Regions from separate parts of the Callithrix jacchus genome. Here regions 1 and 3 are each linked to region 2. A link is a contact called in public Hi-C data. All regions are on one chromosome and are shown on one strand. The core of a region is the stretch at or near the end of the contact, and the rest is flanking DNA. Distances in the headings are between cores, read along the strand shown. Region 1 overlaps ZNHIT6 (zinc finger HIT-type containing 6). Region 2 has its middle 31 kb from the start of BCL10. Region 3 holds the start of DDAH1 (dimethylarginine dimethylaminohydrolase 1).

Region 1 (3,187 bases), core at 296-2,795, 390 kb before region 2:
GATAAAATACTTAAATAAAACTACATAGTAACATGACTCTGCCCAAGTTAAACATTAATTTTTATTGAGAAATACACATCATTTTTTCCTGCAGCTAGATTTTCCATATAACAATACATTGTGAACCTCTTTTCTTGCTAATGCAAATCTACACCTCATTTTTTTAAGTATGATATTCCACCTTTGACTATATCCTATTTTATTTAATTATTCCCATATTCGTGAACATTTTAATTTATGTCTGTTTTTAATTATTATAAATAACACTGTACTAAACAGCCTTGAACAAATTGTTTTGTGTGTTTACCTGACTTTCCATAGGATCAATTCCTAGAAAGCATAATTACTGGATTAAAGAGTGCAATGTACTTAAACTTTTGAGAGAAACTTTTTTTTTTTTGAGACAGAGTTTTGCTCTTGTTACCCAGGCTGGAGTGCAATGGCGCAATCTCGGCTCACTGCAACCTCCGCCTCCTGGGTTCAGGCAATTCTCCTGGCTCAGCCTCCTGAGTAGCTGGGATTACAGGCACGCGCCACCATGCCCAGATAATTTTTTGTATTTTTAGTAGAGATGGGGTTTCACCATGTTGACCAGGATGGTCTCGATCTCTTGACCTCATGATCCACCCGCCTCGGCCTCCCAAAGTGCTGGGATTACAGGCGTGAGCCACCGCGCCCGGCCTCCACTTTGTCTCCATAAGACATTACCACTTTGTACTTTCATCAGAAAAGTATGAGTGCTTGTTTTAGTTATACCTTAACTTTAGTTTAATATTATCAAACTTTTTTGTGGGCAGTTTTATTAGAGCGGTTGAGCTCTTGGATTTTTAATTTCTTGTTAAGACATTGCCAGATGTCCACTGCAGGAGGCAGAATCACTGCCATTTGAGAACCGCTGATTTAGATGAATACAGAAGACATACTTATTGAATGTATAGTTCTAATCTTTTCTTGGTCTAGATAATGAATATAATGTAGATAGAATCAGGATTCTGGTGTCTTATATTTTACCTTTAAGAGGAAAAAAATGAAAAAAAGACATTTAGAGGTACCTTGTTTGAGATACTTAGGTCTTACCAGCTATGCACATGAAAATGAGCAAGGTTTTAGATGATTGCAATGGTACTTGTTGGAAAGAGGGAAGAGAGGAAATTAAATTTTTTCAAAGAATTCTATTCAGCTCCCGTGTCCCCAGTATTCTAAGAGACTGTTTTCAATACTTTTTTTCTATTAACTTTCAAAAGTTGGTTATAGCTTTGACTCAGGTAAATGTAAATTTGCATGTTGCCTCTACTGTTTGATTTACATCAGGTGACCTAGGGCAAGATTTGACTTACCAAGTTATTAAGAGGATTAAATTAAATATTAATAATAACTAAAGTAGTACTTGGCACATAGTAAATAATATACAGTGACATTGAAGATTTACATTCCCTTCACTGAAATCCTTAGGAATATGCCACATTTACTGTGTATTCCATTCACCCCCATAGGTCTGGGACAACACTGTGTAATCAGACAGTACTATTTGTGCAGTGAAACCTGTAAATGTTTACCTTATAATGGGTAAATAATGACTGTAGACTGACTCAGGTTTTGCTGCTAAAGGAGTTAAAAATCTTTCAGTTTTGGAGATTTTGGAATTGTTGATATGAGAAGTTGGTCTTGTACTAAGACTATTACTAATACTCCCTAGGTGTTAAATTGATTGCTTGTTTAAGCAACCTGAGCTGCAATATATTCAAAATCTCAAGTTCATGTTGTTTACAATTTAAATGTTTTAACTTTTGAGGAATCTGATTAAAGACTTTTGTACTGTTTTCATAACTTTTCTGTAAAGTCTACATTTATTTTTTAAAAAAAGTTTTAAATTTGAAAGCCAACATATGAAGTGTGATGAATGTGCCACTGTACCTGAATTACTCTGTAGAACTGTCAGCAGGTGATTGTAGCAGCTGGCTGGAATAGGTTCGTTCTAATCCAAGCACGTTTTATGGCAGGCATTTTCACCAGTATGACTGAGTCTCTTCAAATTACATGTGAAATTGTGTGAATTTTTCTAAGAATAAGAACTGTAATTTTCACTGAATAGTCAAAGTGAGGTGAAGTCAAAAATGTATGCAATGGGAATGAATTTTAGAGGACTAATGAATTTGTAGGAGTATCATAGTAGGTAGCTGTAATCAATAAAGTTAAGTTCAGGGAGGCTTATGTAAGTTGATCCAAAGCAAGGTTGACATTCTCTGTTAAAAATAGAGGAGCTTGATAAGGAAATGTTGGCTCTTCTGCTTATTTTGGAGCAGATCCCAAACTACTTTAAAATAGTGGCTTTTTCAGAGGTAATTCCTTTACCACAACTCTTTGTAGGGTCTATAACTTTATGTTCATTTTCACCCAGTGCTAATCAAACCTGTTGAAAGAAATATGAAAGATCTATATGAAGAAAATGTAAATTCTCCTGAATGACTTAAAAGATGTGAATAAATGGGAAAAAGTGCCGTGTTCTTTAAAAACTCAATATTGTTTATTAAGTGATCTTTTAAGTCTGATGCGATCCTAATCAGAATATCAATGAGATTTTCTTTGTTATTTATTAAGAAGATAGTTCATAAATAACTGAAGTTTATTTTGAAGAATAACATGGCAGAGGTACCTGGAAAAATCTGAAAAAAGAAAAATTATGAGGCTGGACTCATCAAAATTTATGAAGTTATAGTAGTTTTATGGTATTGGCCTAGAAATCTGTTACTAGATCATAGAAAATAAACCATATATTTGGTTCTCTGGTAGATGATCAAGGTATCATTTCAAATTAATACAAATAATTACTTATTTAATAAATAGAGTTAGAACAGCTTGCATTTGAGAGGAAATGTTGAATCTTTTACTAAATAATATTCAGGTGGATCAGAATCTTAAAATGATATAAGAATACTAGAATATTTTCATAATCTTGAAGAGAAGAAACATCCCATCCAGAAGCCAAAAGGAAAAGAATAACTAAATTTACATGGCAAAACAAGACCATAATAAAGTGAAAAGACTGGACCAAAAAAGTCTTTAACATATATGTCACAGAAGGCTTATGCATTAGTAAGAAAAAAAGACTAGCAACTAATTAGGAGGGGGGGGGCGCAGAGGATAGAAATAGATGGTCATAGAAAGATACATATACATGCACAGTATT
Region 2 (3,551 bases), core at 454-2,953:
CAACTCCGAAGGGACATTTTCAAGGCAAATGAGATAAAAGAACTGAAGGGTTCTTTGGAAGAAAGAGGTAATGTCAATATCATTATCATCATCATTATCCCTATTAACTCTGATCACAGCAAGCTTAGATTCCATCAAAATGTCATCTTCCATCTGAAACATCAATCACCTATTCCAGAAATAACTCAGGATTTTTCACGGATGCCTCTAAGCTGGCCTGACAACTTCCGTGGTGAATTCACAGGTTTCCTTGGTAGGCGATGTGGCTGCACCACAGACATACTTGCATTAGGAAACTGTTGGCTAACAGGAATGTTCCCCATCTCCCTTCCCCGCCAACCCTCATTTCTAACTTAGTGAAAGCTAGGCCACTTATAGCACAAGATAACGGGTTATCAGGCTTTTAGGAGGACGTGCAAGTGCCAAATATGTTACTGTCACTATAAATAAATAAAAGATTCAAGCAAGTATGAACTTGGTAAAATACTGCCTGGGCTGGCGTGTGACATGAATGCCTAAAAGCAACGACGGGTCTCTAGGTCTTGGGAGGCCCCCCTCTATTTATAAATAGAAAGTTTAATCATTTGGCTATAAATACTGAGAAAGAGCTTGAGGAAATTAATGCAGGCCTAAGGAGGTAGCTTGCTTCCCCAGCTTTACTGAAGTCTAATTGACAAATAAAAATGGTACTTAAGGTGTACAACTTGATGCTTGGCTAGACATTGTGAATAATCACCGCAATCAAGTCAGTTAACATAGCCGTCACCTAACACAGTTATCACTTTTTTCTTTTTTGGTGAGAACAAACATTTAAAAATCTTTCCTTTTAGCAAATTTCAAGTATGCAATAGAGTATTGTTAACTATAGTCACATTGCAATACATTTGACCTCCAGCCTTTATTCATCTTGAATAACTGAAACTTTGTACCCTTTGACTGGTATCTCCCCATTTCTCACTTTAAAAACAATCTTTAAGTTCCTGCTCATGGACAAAAAGATTATTTATTAGCTAGGGCTTTGGAGCAAGAACTCAGGGGATGACCGTTCAAAATTAAACTAGGATCCTATATCCTATATGCTGTAGGTTGAAATGTTCCTCTATCCCACCAGGGTACAAAGACCACATATTTCACACAGATGCAGGAAAAGCTCAGGAACCAAACAAGTTCTGATACCAGGCAACAGTCTAACTGTGTAAAAGAAGCTTGTTGAACAAACACTGATTCACAGGTCCACAGAGGCTTAAAATTCCAGGGGATGTAAGCAAAGTCATTTTTTTTTTTTTTACAGGGGACCTGGATGAGGGTATGAGGTCCCCTAGAGTTAATGCTAAGACAGTAACATGGGGTGTGCTTCTTTCCAGGCTTGATAATAATTGGGAGAGACAGAAGGAATGTTGTTAGCAGGGCAAGATATAATAGTAACAAGGAGTCTGTTAGGAAATAGAATTTATTCCCACTTGGTTCAAATAAAGAGATGATCCTAATGAAGCTCTGTTTCAGACATATGAGTGTTAAGGGTAAAAATGGGGTGGTGAGCCACCCAGAAACCAGATGTCAGCAGCACTTCTAGGCCCAGCAGGACAAGGACAGAAAATTGTGCTGCAAACTATAGGACAGAGAAGTCAGGGTCACAGACCCAGCCAGAGAGCAGAGAAGCAGCACCTTGACCTCTTTCTCTCCTCACTCTGATCTGCTGGTGCTCCCCATTGGCTGAACACAACCACAAGATGCAGTTGGGACTCAGGGGATGCCTCCAGCAGAGGTCAGCCTCCTAGGGCTGAGACCTGGCAGAGGATGGATTCAGAGAGGCAGAGGATATCAGCTCAAGGCCACTGTGAAAATGAGCTCTTAGCCCAGCAGGCAGTGGCTATCCCCAACTCTGTAAATTTACAACTCTCTGTACATTTAAATAATTTATTCTTTAAGTTATCACTTAATAATTCTTGGCAGATTCCTCAGGCACATGCCGGTTCTGCGGTCTGGTCCTCCTTCCCTCAAAATCAGAAAATAATTGGAGCAGAATCAACAACAGAACATGAGTATGCGTAGCCTGAGGGTGAAAGAATATTGTATTTCAGACCCGTGAGTCCTGGACCTCTTTAGTAAGCACTGCGTTATTTCTAAAATTAGAGCAGTCTCTTGGGCACCTGGTATCCCAAAACAGCTAGTTCCTTTCTGTAGCAAGCCCGTGAGCTGCTGGTAACATAAAGTTGTTTAGGATCCTGAGGCACCTCTTTTCTGTTTCCCTTTTGTGTGTACATCCTGCTCGTCTTGGCAGGCACAGCTGTTTCGGTTTTACTTGGTCACATTGCTTATGGGAATAATACTCTAAACTAATAGTAGTGAATTCCCCTTTCCTGGGGGCGTTCAAGTAGAGTTTGAAGGACCATATGCAGAAGTGGTCGTTCTATCCAGTAACATCCGATATAGGTAATATCTATATAAGATATTCCTTTCCCACCCTGGAATCTATTACTAAGTCCTGATTTTAGGTGACTTTTGTTTCCACTGTACCAGCCCTAGTCTCCCAAATAAATGAACATTGCCCTCATCTAGTGCTCTAGTTCATTTTCTGTGGGTATAACAGAATACCACACACTGGGTAAATTATAAACAACAGAAGTTCATTTGGCTCTCAGTTTTGGAGCTGGGAAGTCCGAGAGCATGTTACCAGCATGTAACAAGAATCATCCCATGGTGGAAGGCAGAAGCAATTGCACAAGACAGAGGCACCAGGGACACGGCTCACCTTGTAACTACCCACTCCCGTGATAACTAACCCACTTCTGTGACAATGACATTAATGCATTTGTGAAGGCACTGCCCTCATGACCCAATCACTTCTTAGACCTCACTTCCCCGCGCTGTTGTTTTAACAATTTAGTTTCCAATGCTTGAAGCTTTGAAGGACACATTCAAATCACAGCATCTACGAAATGACAGTAATAAGGGTTACAACATCAATATGGTAGCACGAGGAGCTCTATGAATTCACTCCCACATGAAACTAGTGAAAATTATTTTTTTAAAAATAAAGTCTCTGGGAATGGTCATAAATGTATATAGCAAATGAAAAAAACATCTATTCAAAAAAATCTATTAAAACTTGGTTAAGATCAATGAGTCAGTGACATTTGACCCAAAACCCACAGCCTTCCTCCCCACTCACAGCTCAAGGAGGCAGAAGCTCCACATCTTAGGGTAGAGGTAAGAACACAGGGCTCCTTTTCCCCACAGATCCTAATTGAAAGTCTTCCTGGAGAGAGACAGGATGTCAGCGTTGCTTATGCTGCCATTCCCGCTCAAGACCTAATGCTGAGACTTAAGTTCTGGGTGAATGTCACCAAGAGGGTCTCCTTTCTTCCTCCAAGCCCCAACTCTCAGGAGACATAGGCTCCTCCTTGAGAGCATGGTACCAATATGATACAGGGACCCTGAATGTCCTTGCCTTGGCTCATGGGGCAGGAGTTCTAACCCAGAGAAGCAAACCAAAAAGACATGAGTCTGTTGCCTCCTCTCTACCTAGCACCAAGATACAAAAACAAGGT
Region 3 (3,190 bases), core at 574-3,073, 280 kb before region 2:
AAGGTGAGAGACAAGTTATCTGTTGAAAGAGTAAATGAGAAAGAGGAGTATGTGTCCGACCCAGGAATATTTGTGGACTTCACAGAGGCGGATTCGGATCAAGTCCCAAAGCTTTGGCATGATGTTTATTAGCAAAGTCCAGTGAATTGCAAATTAATACCCACAGTGGCATTTATGAATGAAAAGCGGGGAGTGGGGGGAGCGGGGGACTTCTCCACCGTCTGGCAAATTCCCAGGCAGAGGTCTCCCCCACCCCTCCAGCCCTCCTCTTTTGGGTATGTTGTACTTGTTTGTTTTTGGAGGTTCCCACTGTAGTTCCAGACCACTGCCTGGGTTGGAAGTCCGAGAGGAAACGAACTCGGGGAGTTCTCCGGAAGGCTGACTTATACTTCCTTACGGATGCAGGAGACAGGGTAAGCCCTTCCAACCTCCCTCCGCGGACCGGAGGCTGTGCTAACCAAGCAGCCAGCCAGAAATGCAGGGGACCACCCTGCATTTGGAGTGCTTTGGGCTGAAATCACCTGCAAAGACCGCAAGGCCAAACCAGATTCCAGTACATTATGCCCTATGAATCTCTGGGGAAAGCAGACGCCTTCAAGCTGGAAGTTTTGTGGGGTTTTTAAGTCCTTTCCTAGGGACCACTGGAAGCCTCCCATTTTAAATGAATTGCAATGAGATGTAGTAGGTAATACTCTGTAGTAAAAATGTCAGCAGATTATAAGATCCTGTTTTACCTGCAACATACTCAGGAGAAGCCCCCACCATGGGACAATGTACTTGAATGTTACCAATCCCATTAGTGTGATTGATAAACTTTCCCTACAAGTTTCAAAAACTATCTCTAATTTTAATAAATTGTAATTTTAATAAAAATTATCATGTGAGAGTCATATGCTCTAGGATGACTACTTATCCTTTTTAATGTTTAGGGCTGTTCACACTTCTTCATTTAGCAGTCTTGCTTAAAAGGGCCTTTAGTGCCAATGCTGACTTTTCTGATAAGCACAATGAGAAGCTATCATGATGAAAACACACTCCAATGAAGAGAACTCTTGCAGGAAAGAGTTCAGTTTTATTCATTCAAAAGTGCCCTTTCATAACTGAAAGCAGCATTTGCTAGAGGGAGTGGGAAGCTCTATTGGAGGGTTAGGGGTGAGAGACTTTTCAAGACAATGGATTGTCAGGTGTCATGCAAATCAAGTGAGGAAAGTCTGGGCCCAACATGAACACAGGTTAATACATCAATTATTATTTACACAACATTGCTTTTCCTGCCTTAGCATTTCATTATTGTTTCCTTCTTAATGAAGTGTCTGGGGTGGGGCGGGGGAGGAGGGGTGTAGCCACAGTAAGGGGTGAACAGAGGGAGATGGTAGAGAGAGAATGGAGAGGAGGGTTCCTAGCTTCTGTTGTGGCGTCTTTTCTATTTGACTTCATGGTTGTAAGTATTTCCAGATGGTGAATCAGACAGCAGACGTAACAATATTCCCATATTTGGGTATAGCAGTAGCCTGCGTTTTTAACATTTTTCTGCCTCTGTTATCCAACCACAAAGCATTCTTGACAACTTCAAATGTTGTTAAATATAGATTTAACTTCTCTTCCCAGAGCAGGAAATTCTTTGGAATTCCTTGTTTTTCATGCAATCTGTCTATCATGATTTAGAATAAAAGCACAGTGGATCATCCAACTGGCGGTATATACCTTAATTGGAGGTTGGGGATGGGGGACGGCAGAGATCCAGTCTGCCGCACTGCGTTCAAACACAGCCATTCCAGAGATTCCTTTAAAATCACATTAAAGTTTTCTAACAAGGGTGTGTGGGTTTGTTTCTGGACTTCAACGGGTAATCTTGAGGATGAGTTTCCCCCAAAGGAGAAATTTAGAGAACCTTACCGTCAGCTGCCCATTTCAAGCAGGGGGTGTGTTGTGGGAGGGGGGTGGGAAGCTGGAGCAACAGGGCCAGGAGGTGTGGGAGCGGGAGATACTAGAGTAACCTATGTGCACAGCCTCTCCATATACCATGTGCTGGTGCGCCTGCTAGTAATTGACGACATTAGGCAAGAGAAACAGCAGCTCCTCGAGTCCTGCCCAAGGACCGTCCAGAAACCCCAGCCTCTGGTCGTCTTCTCACCGCCTCTGATGGGAGCTGCAGATCAGTCCTAGTTGACGGACAGGAGGCCAAATGTGCAAATGTTTATGGGTAAGTGTTGCTTCGGGTACTAATTCTGTATGGCTCTTTTGCTAGTTTCTCCCTCACCCTCCCCATACGGGTGCCCAGGCAGGAAATAACGGGCTGCCTTGTTTCCATGGGCTGCCTTGGGTTGCAATCCACGGAGAAGGGGCTACTTGTCTTCTGCAGCTCCTGGCTTCGGGCTGAGCGATGGGGACGTCTCGCCCGCTGCTGCCAGGGAATTTTAGGTTACCTAATGAAGGGCTCACTGTCTGGCGGCAACCGAGAGTAATAACGGTAAATCTGGCGACTCTGGTTTCCTAGCCCTAGGAAGGCTCTCAGACCAGCGTGCATCAGAATCACCTGGAGAACTAGTTAATGATTCCTGGGTCCCACCGCAGAGTTTCTGATTACTTTTCTAACAAGTCCCCAGGTGGTGGTGATGCTGCTGGTCCGGAGATCACACCCTGAGAACCACTGCCGTGGACGACCGGAGTGGGTGTAGTAGGGGTGTGTGTCTCAAAGATACTCGCCCGCACACCCAATGTCACAACTCCACTCTTTATAGCCACCTTAATGAACGGAACAACTTAACGGTGTCTGCAAAAGACCAGCTTTAAGGTGTCGCCGACCCCCCCTCCCCCCCGCACCATCCCATTTCTCTTCTCCACCTTTTCTCCGCCCCCATTCCCAGAGGAAGCCAGGGTCCTAGCCTGGTGGCGGCGGCAAGAACTGGGTGGCCTACGCGCGGAGAGGGCGGGCTCCGGCGCCCCTGCGGAGGCAGCGGGCAGGGTCCTCACGGCGGGCGGGCGCGGGACCCGAGGCAACCGGACGCGCCTGCCTGGCCGCCGCCGCCGCCCCCTGCCGGCCACCCCGCCCGCGCGCCGCAGTCACCACGGTTGCCAGGACTCGAGGTTTCCGGCGGCGCGCGGCGCAGGACGTTTCCAGCCCCGGCCCATATTTGGTGAAAGTCTTTCAAGACTCCGTCATCTAGCTTTGGGGGACGGTGGCGGCGGC

The links. Hi-C and Micro-C count contacts between places; a contact is called where the count stands out from the background.
Region 1: a Hi-C map of induced pluripotent stem cells shows a contact between it and region 2, with 2.2 times the contacts expected there. The contact joins two enhancer-like sites. A contact is called at or near these places in 3 of 3 Hi-C or Micro-C datasets (induced pluripotent stem cells and skeletal muscle).
Region 3: a Hi-C map of skeletal muscle shows a contact between it and region 2, with 6 times the contacts expected there. The contact joins the promoter of DDAH1 here to the enhancer-like site in region 2. A contact is called at or near these places in 2 of 3 Hi-C or Micro-C datasets (induced pluripotent stem cells and skeletal muscle).

Annotation. Positions count from the first base shown.
Region 1 is chr7:122,935,324-122,938,510 of calJac240_pri, reverse strand. All of the region lies in intron 5 of ZNHIT6 (zinc finger HIT-type containing 6), which reads left to right. Among named protein-coding and RNA genes, the nearest start is that of ZNHIT6, 9.5 kb to the left of the region's middle. Within about 2 kb of position 1,545, at least 2 of the 16 cell types and tissues checked have an H3K27ac peak or open chromatin away from gene starts, as enhancers often do.
Region 2 is chr7:122,542,128-122,545,678 of calJac240_pri, reverse strand. No RefSeq gene overlaps it. Among named protein-coding and RNA genes, the nearest start is that of BCL10, 31 kb to the right of the region's middle. Within about 2 kb of position 1,703, at least 4 of the 16 cell types and tissues checked have an H3K27ac peak or open chromatin away from gene starts, as enhancers often do. A contact at or near this core is called in skeletal muscle, where this site is marked.
Region 3 is chr7:122,822,466-122,825,655 of calJac240_pri, reverse strand. It overlaps DDAH1 (dimethylarginine dimethylaminohydrolase 1), which reads left to right and starts at 1,823. Exons shown (of 9, transcript XM_078332352.1): 1 at 1,823-2,203.